Linked DNA regions of Ovis aries: region 2 is linked to region 1. A link is a contact called in public Hi-C data. All regions are on one chromosome and are shown on one strand. Each heading gives the region's core, a stretch centred on a gene start, on an enhancer-like site or on the middle of the called end of the contact. The rest is flanking DNA. Distances are from core to core; before and after follow the strand shown. Region 1 holds the start of LOC105605978 (tumor necrosis factor receptor superfamily member 26-like). Region 2 overlaps CARS1 (cysteinyl-tRNA synthetase 1).

The links. Hi-C and Micro-C count contacts between places; a contact is called where the count stands out from the background.
Region 2: a Hi-C map of liver shows a contact between it and region 1, with 2.6 times the contacts expected there. The contact joins the enhancer-like site here to the promoter of LOC105605978 in region 1. A contact is called at or near these places in 12 of 16 Hi-C or Micro-C datasets (blood, hypothalamus, liver and 4 more).

The regions. Positions count from the first base shown.
Region 1 is chr21:44,920,861-44,924,260 of ARS-UI_Ramb_v3.0, reverse strand. LOC105605978 (tumor necrosis factor receptor superfamily member 26-like) reads right to left here and starts at 1,953. Exons shown (of 10, transcript XM_042237964.2): 1 at 1,939-1,953; 2 at 1,849-1,890. The coding sequence starts at 1,953. It overlaps LOC121817504 (a long non-coding RNA gene), which reads left to right and starts at 2,039. Exons shown (of 2, transcript XR_006057452.2): 1 at 2,039-2,416; 2 at 2,876-3,400.
Region 2 is chr21:44,959,589-44,962,960 of ARS-UI_Ramb_v3.0, reverse strand. CARS1 (cysteinyl-tRNA synthetase 1) reads right to left here. Exons shown (of 22, transcript XM_027959344.2): 2 at 1,694-1,788; 3 at 591-679; 4 at 72-168. Among named protein-coding and RNA genes, the nearest start is that of CARS1, 11 kb to the right of the region's middle. Within about 2 kb of position 1,595, at least 9 of the 54 cell types and tissues checked have an H3K27ac peak or open chromatin away from gene starts, as enhancers often do.

The DNA of each region.
Region 1 (3,400 bases), core at 704-3,203:
CGAAAATCCACACAGAAATTCATACGGAGTCTCAAGGGACCCACAGTAGCCAAAAGGGTCTTGAAAAAAAAGAAAGTTAGAGAACTTAGACTTCTTGATTTTGAAACTTACTGCAAAGATACAATAATCCAAACAGTTAGCTAGTTGCTAAGTCGTGTCCGACTCCGTGACCCCATGGACTGTAGCCCACCAGGCTCCTCTGTCCATGGGATTTACCAGGCAAGGATACTGGAGTGGGTTTCCATTTAGATACTTGCATAAGACAAATATCTGGAATAGAACAGAGTCCGAAACAAGCCCTCACATATGTGGTCAAGTGATTTTTGACAAGAGTGCCAAGAACATTTCATGGGGAAAGAACAGTCTTTAGAGGAAATGGTATTGAGAAAACCAGACACCTGTGTGCAAACAAATGGAGCTAGACCCTTGTTGTTGTTCAGTCGCTCAGTCAGGTCCGACTCTCTGTGACCCCATGGACTGCAGCACGCCAGGCTTCCCTGTCCTTCACCATCTTCTGGAGCTTGCTCAAATTCATGTCCATTGAGTCAGTGATGCGACCCCATGGACTATACAGCCCATGGAATTCTCCAACCCAGAATACTGGAGTGGGTAGTCTTTCCCTTCTCCAGGGGATCCTCCCAACTCAAGAATCAAACCCAGGTCTCCCACACTGCAGGCAGATTCTTTACCAGCTGAGTCACAAGGGGAGCACAATCAAACATAAAATTTTTAAACAAAAGATCTCACTATAAACACTGCTGGAAGAAAACCTAGGAGAAAACAGGAAGCACAGTCATAGAGGACAAACTGATCAACTGGGTTTCATCAAAACAGAAAATTTCTACAGAAGATACGGTTAGGAGAATGACGAGACCAGCCACAAATTCGGACAAAACCTTCAAAAAGGGTATATCTGATCAAAGCTTTATATCCAAAGCACATGAAGAGTACTTAAAACTGAAGAATCAGGGAAAAAAAAAAAACTTAAGAAAATGAGCAAAAGATTAAAACAGATACTTCACCAAGAAAGATTTATCACTGGCCAATGGGCAGAAGAAAAGGCACCGAAGCATCTCCCCTGGGGCCAGAGCACAATGGAGTCCGCAAAAGACGCAAGCTAGAGCTTTTAAACTTCTGCTCGCTGTGCAGAGGTCCTGACTAGTCTGGTTTCCGCTGCCTCAACGCCGTTCCACCGCAAACCATGCGCTCACCTCCGCCGGGCTTTCCCCCCCACCCCGCCCCCGCCCCCGGGCTGCCCCCCGCCCCCCCCGCCCCCCGCCCCCCCCGCGCTTCGCCCCGCCCCCCCCGCGCTTCGCCCCGCCCCCCCCGCCCCCCCCCGCGCTTCCCCCCCCCCCCCCCGCGCTTCGCCCCGCCCCCCCACCCCACCCCCCCCAGCGTCCCCTTCTCCTCCAGCGCCCCCCGTTCCCCTCTCCGCCGGGCTTCCCCGCAGCGCCCCCTTCTCCAGCGCCCCCGTTCCCCTCTCCGCCGGTCTCCTCGGCGCCCGCTCGTCCCCCACCGCCCCGCGCCCATTCGCCGGCCCCCACCTCGCCCCGCCGTTTCTCCGCCAGCGCCCTCAGCACCCCCCGGCAGGCAGAGCGGGTACAGCAGGCTGCACCGGGCATGGGGCTCAGGACGGGGAAGATTCCCCGCTGGGCATCTGGGTGCGGGGTGTTACCGGTTTCCCTTCTGATGAAACTCACGCTTCATCCAAGTTTCTCCTCTAGGGTCCCCCTGCCGGTGCCAGCCTCACTGGGGCGCGCGCCCCGGCACAGCGTCCTCCCGGGATCCGCGGGTCCTCCCACCGCGAGCCCCGCCGCCCAGGCCCCGGCCCCGCCATTGCCGTCCCACCTGATTCGTGAGCAGGAGCAAGAACACCACAGCGTGCACGAGCTAGAAGAACACACCGCGCATCCAGACCTCGGCAACGCTGCCGAGGACCGTGCGGCGACCCATTTAAGGCAGACCTGAGCACCGCCCCCTCCGGAGCGTGACGCCGCCGCCGCCCAATCGCGAGCGGGCTTCCGGTTCGCGGAGTCCTGGAGAACCGCCCTTTCTGCTTCTCGCGAAGCCCTGCCAAAGCGACGCGGGGGTGGGATGAGGGGCGCGGGGGTGGGATGAGGGGCGCCGGGGTGGCGTGAGGGACTGTCAAGTACATCGGCCTGTGCTTCCCTGACCGCGCCGCCAGCCCCCTTTTGCAGGCCCCGGGGGCCCAGGCCCCAGCCCTAAGCCCAGCCCAGGAGGTCCCCGCGGCGCGCGCGCCCTCGGGCCCAGATGCCCCAGCGGCTCTGGCGAGGGATCGGAAGCTGCTGCAAACGTCGCTTCAGTCTCCCCTCCCTCCTCGACCCCCGATCCTCTGAGCTGCTGGTTAGAGCCACGTGCGTGGGATGTCCTGCAATGGATGAGAGGATTCAAGGGGGTGAGAGAGACCCTTCCTTCCTGCGGAGAGCAGGATAGAGCCCACCACATTAACAGGGGGCGTCAGGCCCCTTCACTCCTGCACCTCCCCCAGCGTCCCCCACCCCCGCCTAGAATCTCGTGCTCCAGGAGGGGCCGGCCAGCTCTTGAGTCTCTGAGCCCTGAACAGACCTGGATCTCGTCTGCTAGAAAGTCTTTCTACTAGAAGTTGATGTCACTTCCCCCAAGCGGGGGAAGGGTGAGGAGGGTGTAAGTTCCTTCTGCTGCTCTGGGTGTGGCCCTGGGCCCCGGCCCTCCTGAGTTTCCACCCTCCCTGACCGCCATTCCATCCTCTTCCTGCCCAGCTGCCCTGGGAGGCAGGCCTGCCACTGTCAATGGGTCAGGAAGGGGGTGCTGAGTGGGCTGTGGGGTGCAAAGCACAGCTCTGAACCCCACATCATTCTAGACTTTTCACCACCAGCATCTAGATGCCCAAGAGCTGACCTGATGGACCCAGAGGCCAAGTCCAGGTCCTCACCACTCGGAGAAGCTGCCTGACACCGGAGCGCGTCGTGACCGTCTGTCTGGGCACTGGTCCCCTGGGACTATGCCCACCCAGATTTCTTGTAATTTTTCGTTGTTGATTTAGATGAATCCTCGGCCTACCAAGGACAGGAAGAGAATTCTGGAGGAGACTCCGAGGGTGCACAGGCCGGGGGGTGGAGGGGCTGGAGGGTCAGGCTGCACTTGGGTGGCCCAGTCTGCCCTGAAAGGTCCAGGATACAAGACAGGTGGCCCAGGGCGCCGCGTAGAGAACAGGTAGAGGACATGGTGCCTGGGGGAGGGTATGTTCTAGGAAGGCCTTAGGGTCCTGCTTGGTTATAGTGCCAACTCTGTGACGTTCTGAGAAAAAGCAAAATGATGGAGCCTGTAAAAGGATCAGTGGTTACTAGGGGTTGGGGGGAGGGGGAGGGATGGATAAGTGAATTAATCTATTTACATAACT
Region 2 (3,372 bases), core at 346-2,845, 39 kb before region 1:
TTACTAACTCACCGTTTCTTCCCCCGTGCCATCCTCTGTATTTAAAATTTAATGCTAAGAACTCCCTTCACCTTATCGTCAATGTCCGTGATGTTCATGCAGTAGAAGACGTCGAATTTGAAGTAATCCCTCAGCACTCTTCTCAGGATATCGAAGGAGATGTAGGACCTGCAGCGACGGGAGACAGGCTTTTCCACCCGCACAGCACGCGTGCGCTAGAGAGGGGCCCGCATTTCTACCCGCACAGCACGCGCGGTGCGAGAGAGGGGCCCGCCTTTCCACAGGCACAGCACGCACTGCGGGAGGGGGGCCCGCCTTTCCACCTGCAGCACCGCACACAGCCCTGGAGAGGGGCCCGCCTCGCCCCACGGCCCCAGCCTGGGCCGACCCCAGGGCAGCGGGTGGGGAGGGCTCTCAGGCGCAGGAAGGAGAGCGTCTGCTCAGAGTCCAGAGGGCCGCGTCGGGGCTGCGGGGACTACTTCTGCTTGGTTGCCTGGACGCTAGCTTTTCCCCATAGAGCATCAGCGGAATGAGAAGCTTCCACCTGAAGACTGGGCGCCGCGCCTCCGCTCGGCAGGGGACGCTCCTACCTGGCGTGCCCCATGTGCGAGGCGTCGTAGACGGTGGGCCCGCAGCAGTACCATGTCACCCTCCTTCCGTCTTGCGGCACAAACACGTCCTTGGATGGAAAGGAGGGAATGACCGTCACGAGGGGCGCAGGACCACTGCCGGCCACGAGCGGCTCGCGCACGTTCACAGGACCGCGTAGCTTGAAGCAAGCCGCGGTCCGGGCTGGGGCTGGGGCGCCGCACTGGACCCGCGACCCTGAGCTCCACGACCCAGGGGCCCGGGGAGCAGGCCCCCTCCTCCCTAGGACTCCACTCACGGACACAGGCCGGGGGTCAAGGAGACGGGTGCCCCCATTCTGCTGCTTTAACGAGAGCAGCCTCCGTTCCTCAGGGACCTGCTGTGAGCCAGGCCAGAGCCGAGCGTGCTGACTGTCCAGCACTTGCTCCCAGAACAACGTGAGCTTTCCTTACCCAGCTGCCGGAGGCCCACTCTCCTGGAGGATCCGGCCTAGGGAGTGAGGCCTCCAGCCGGCTGCCCAAGGTCTCAGGTCAGTTCAGGGCCCACTGTTCCCAACCAGGGGGACACACAGCCCTGGAGAGGGGCCTGCCTCGCCCCACAGCCCCAGCCTGGGCCAGCCCCAGGTCAGCGGGTGGGTAGGGCTCTCAGGCGCAGGAAGGAGAGCGTCTGGTCAGAGTCCAGAGGGCCGCGTCGGGGCTGCGGGGACTACTTCTGCTTGGCTGAGGGGGACCCTGCTGCCCATCTGCTCAGGGTGCTGGCCCACAGAAATGCGTCAGCCCTGGGCAAAACCCCTGGAGCCTCTGATCCTGCTGAGCGAGCCCTGGCCAGTCCAGGGCCAACCTGCCTTCGCCCTCACGCCTGCCGGGCTCCCGACAGCCACGGGCCCCACTCGGCTGGCACTGTGACCGCAGGTGCCACCACGTGTCCCCGGAGGGCATGCAGACTCCTGGCCCTGCGCACACCCAGAGCCAGGAAGCTGAGGGCAGCCCCGGGAGGCGTGCCACACGGGTGTGCACGCGTGCTCCCGAACACAGCCCTGCGGAGGACGCTCCCCCGCCAGCCGAGGGGTCCTCCAGAGCCACCCCCACCACCCGCAGCCCCCTACCTTCCTCCGGGTCAGGCTGTTGTACAGGCGGAGCTGGCACGGCTCGGACCTGGCTGGAGGAGACCACGCGGGCTGTGCCCGCCGCCCTCTGCCTGCTGGAGGGAGAGCACAGCTGGGTCAGTGCGGGACGAAGTGATACCATGGGGCTCTGACGGTGTGGCCTGATCCAGTGCCACCGCCCCCAATCCCCGCTCTGCTTGCTCACATCTGAGTGGCAGCGCATCCCACAACCCCTTCCCAGTGGGCCAGAGACGGCTCGCCACACCTGCCTCCCGCCGCTGGCTCTAAGCACGGTGCACCCGCACAGCCGGAGGCGCACAGGTAGGCCACGGGGCTGAACCGATGTCCGCCCACCCCCGGGGAGGATGCCCCTCTGGAGGCTTTGGGGGATGTGGACCACCTCCAGGCCCAGGAACCGGGTCAGACTAGAAACAGCCGCTGGCCCATGGCCGCCAATGGTCAGTAGCATGGCCTGCAGCCCAGGCTCATCTCCACCAGCAGGCGGCCGGCTCCCCACCCCCGGAACATGCGGGCTCCCGAGCTCGGCTCTGATGCAGAGCCCAGGGCTCCACCCTGGTCCCAGAGCCTTTGGGAACAGCCTGCGGGCACATCACAGGCGTGGGGAGGGGGCTCCTGGAGCCCAGCCTCCTCCACTTACAGTCACCAGGGAAGCCCCGCCCTCCTCCCTGACCCCCATCATCTCCTCCTGGCCATTCCCCTGCCCTGTGGCTGTGAGCCCGAGCGGCCCACTGCACGAAGGGCCGGCCTGATGGACTGCAACGAGGGCCTGGGAGGTGGGTGGGGTTGGGGTAGCTGTGTCCCGAGGCGCCGGGAGAGACACCAAGTCTTTACACCCTCCACCCCCACTCGGGGCACCGGTGACCCTCCCGACACCCCGGGGCACTGCTGCACGCCTAACCTGGCCGAGCTGGACTGCCTGCGTGCCCCCTGCACCCCTTCGGGCACAGGCTCCTGGTCTCAATGCCGCCCACACCCCGCTGCTGCGTCTGCGAGGCGACCGTCCTGCCACCAGAGGACCGCCCGCTGCTCCCTGAGGGTCACGGAGAACGCAGCCCTGGGCCCGGCTTCGGGCCACCCAGAGGATGCACTGACCGGTGAAGGTGGCAGACGGCTGTGTGTGTGTGTGCGTGCGTGTGTGGGTGCACACCAGCGGGTGCGGGGGCACAGACAGAGCCACCCAGCAGCCCCCGACTCCAGGCCCAAGTCGCGGACACACGGAAGGGCTCCTGTGGTCAGCGGCCGGCCAGGCCTCACCGGGAACACAGCCGGTGACTCAGCGACGCTCCTCGGGGCCCTCTGGGGCGCCGCCTGCCGCTCCCCCAACTGAGACACTGCAGGTCCCTGCACAAGAGACGCTGCTGCCCCGGGGGGTGACCGGGAGCTGGCCGGAGGTGCCCACATGCGCGCCCAGAGCCGGGGTGAAGGCGGGGCTTGCAGGACTCAAGGCTCATGCGAGGGGGTGGCAGCGACAGGACCCAGCAGCGGGCACAGGCAGGGGCCTGGCCAGAGGGACGCCCTTCAGCACACGGGGTCACACTCGGAATTCCACGACCCCGGAGTAGCTACTGCCCAAGAGCTGGTAAGCAGTCACAGAGATTGGCACTCAAAATCCCCTGGCCAAAGGGAGAGTCGGGAGGTGTCCTCGGGGCCCCAGCTTA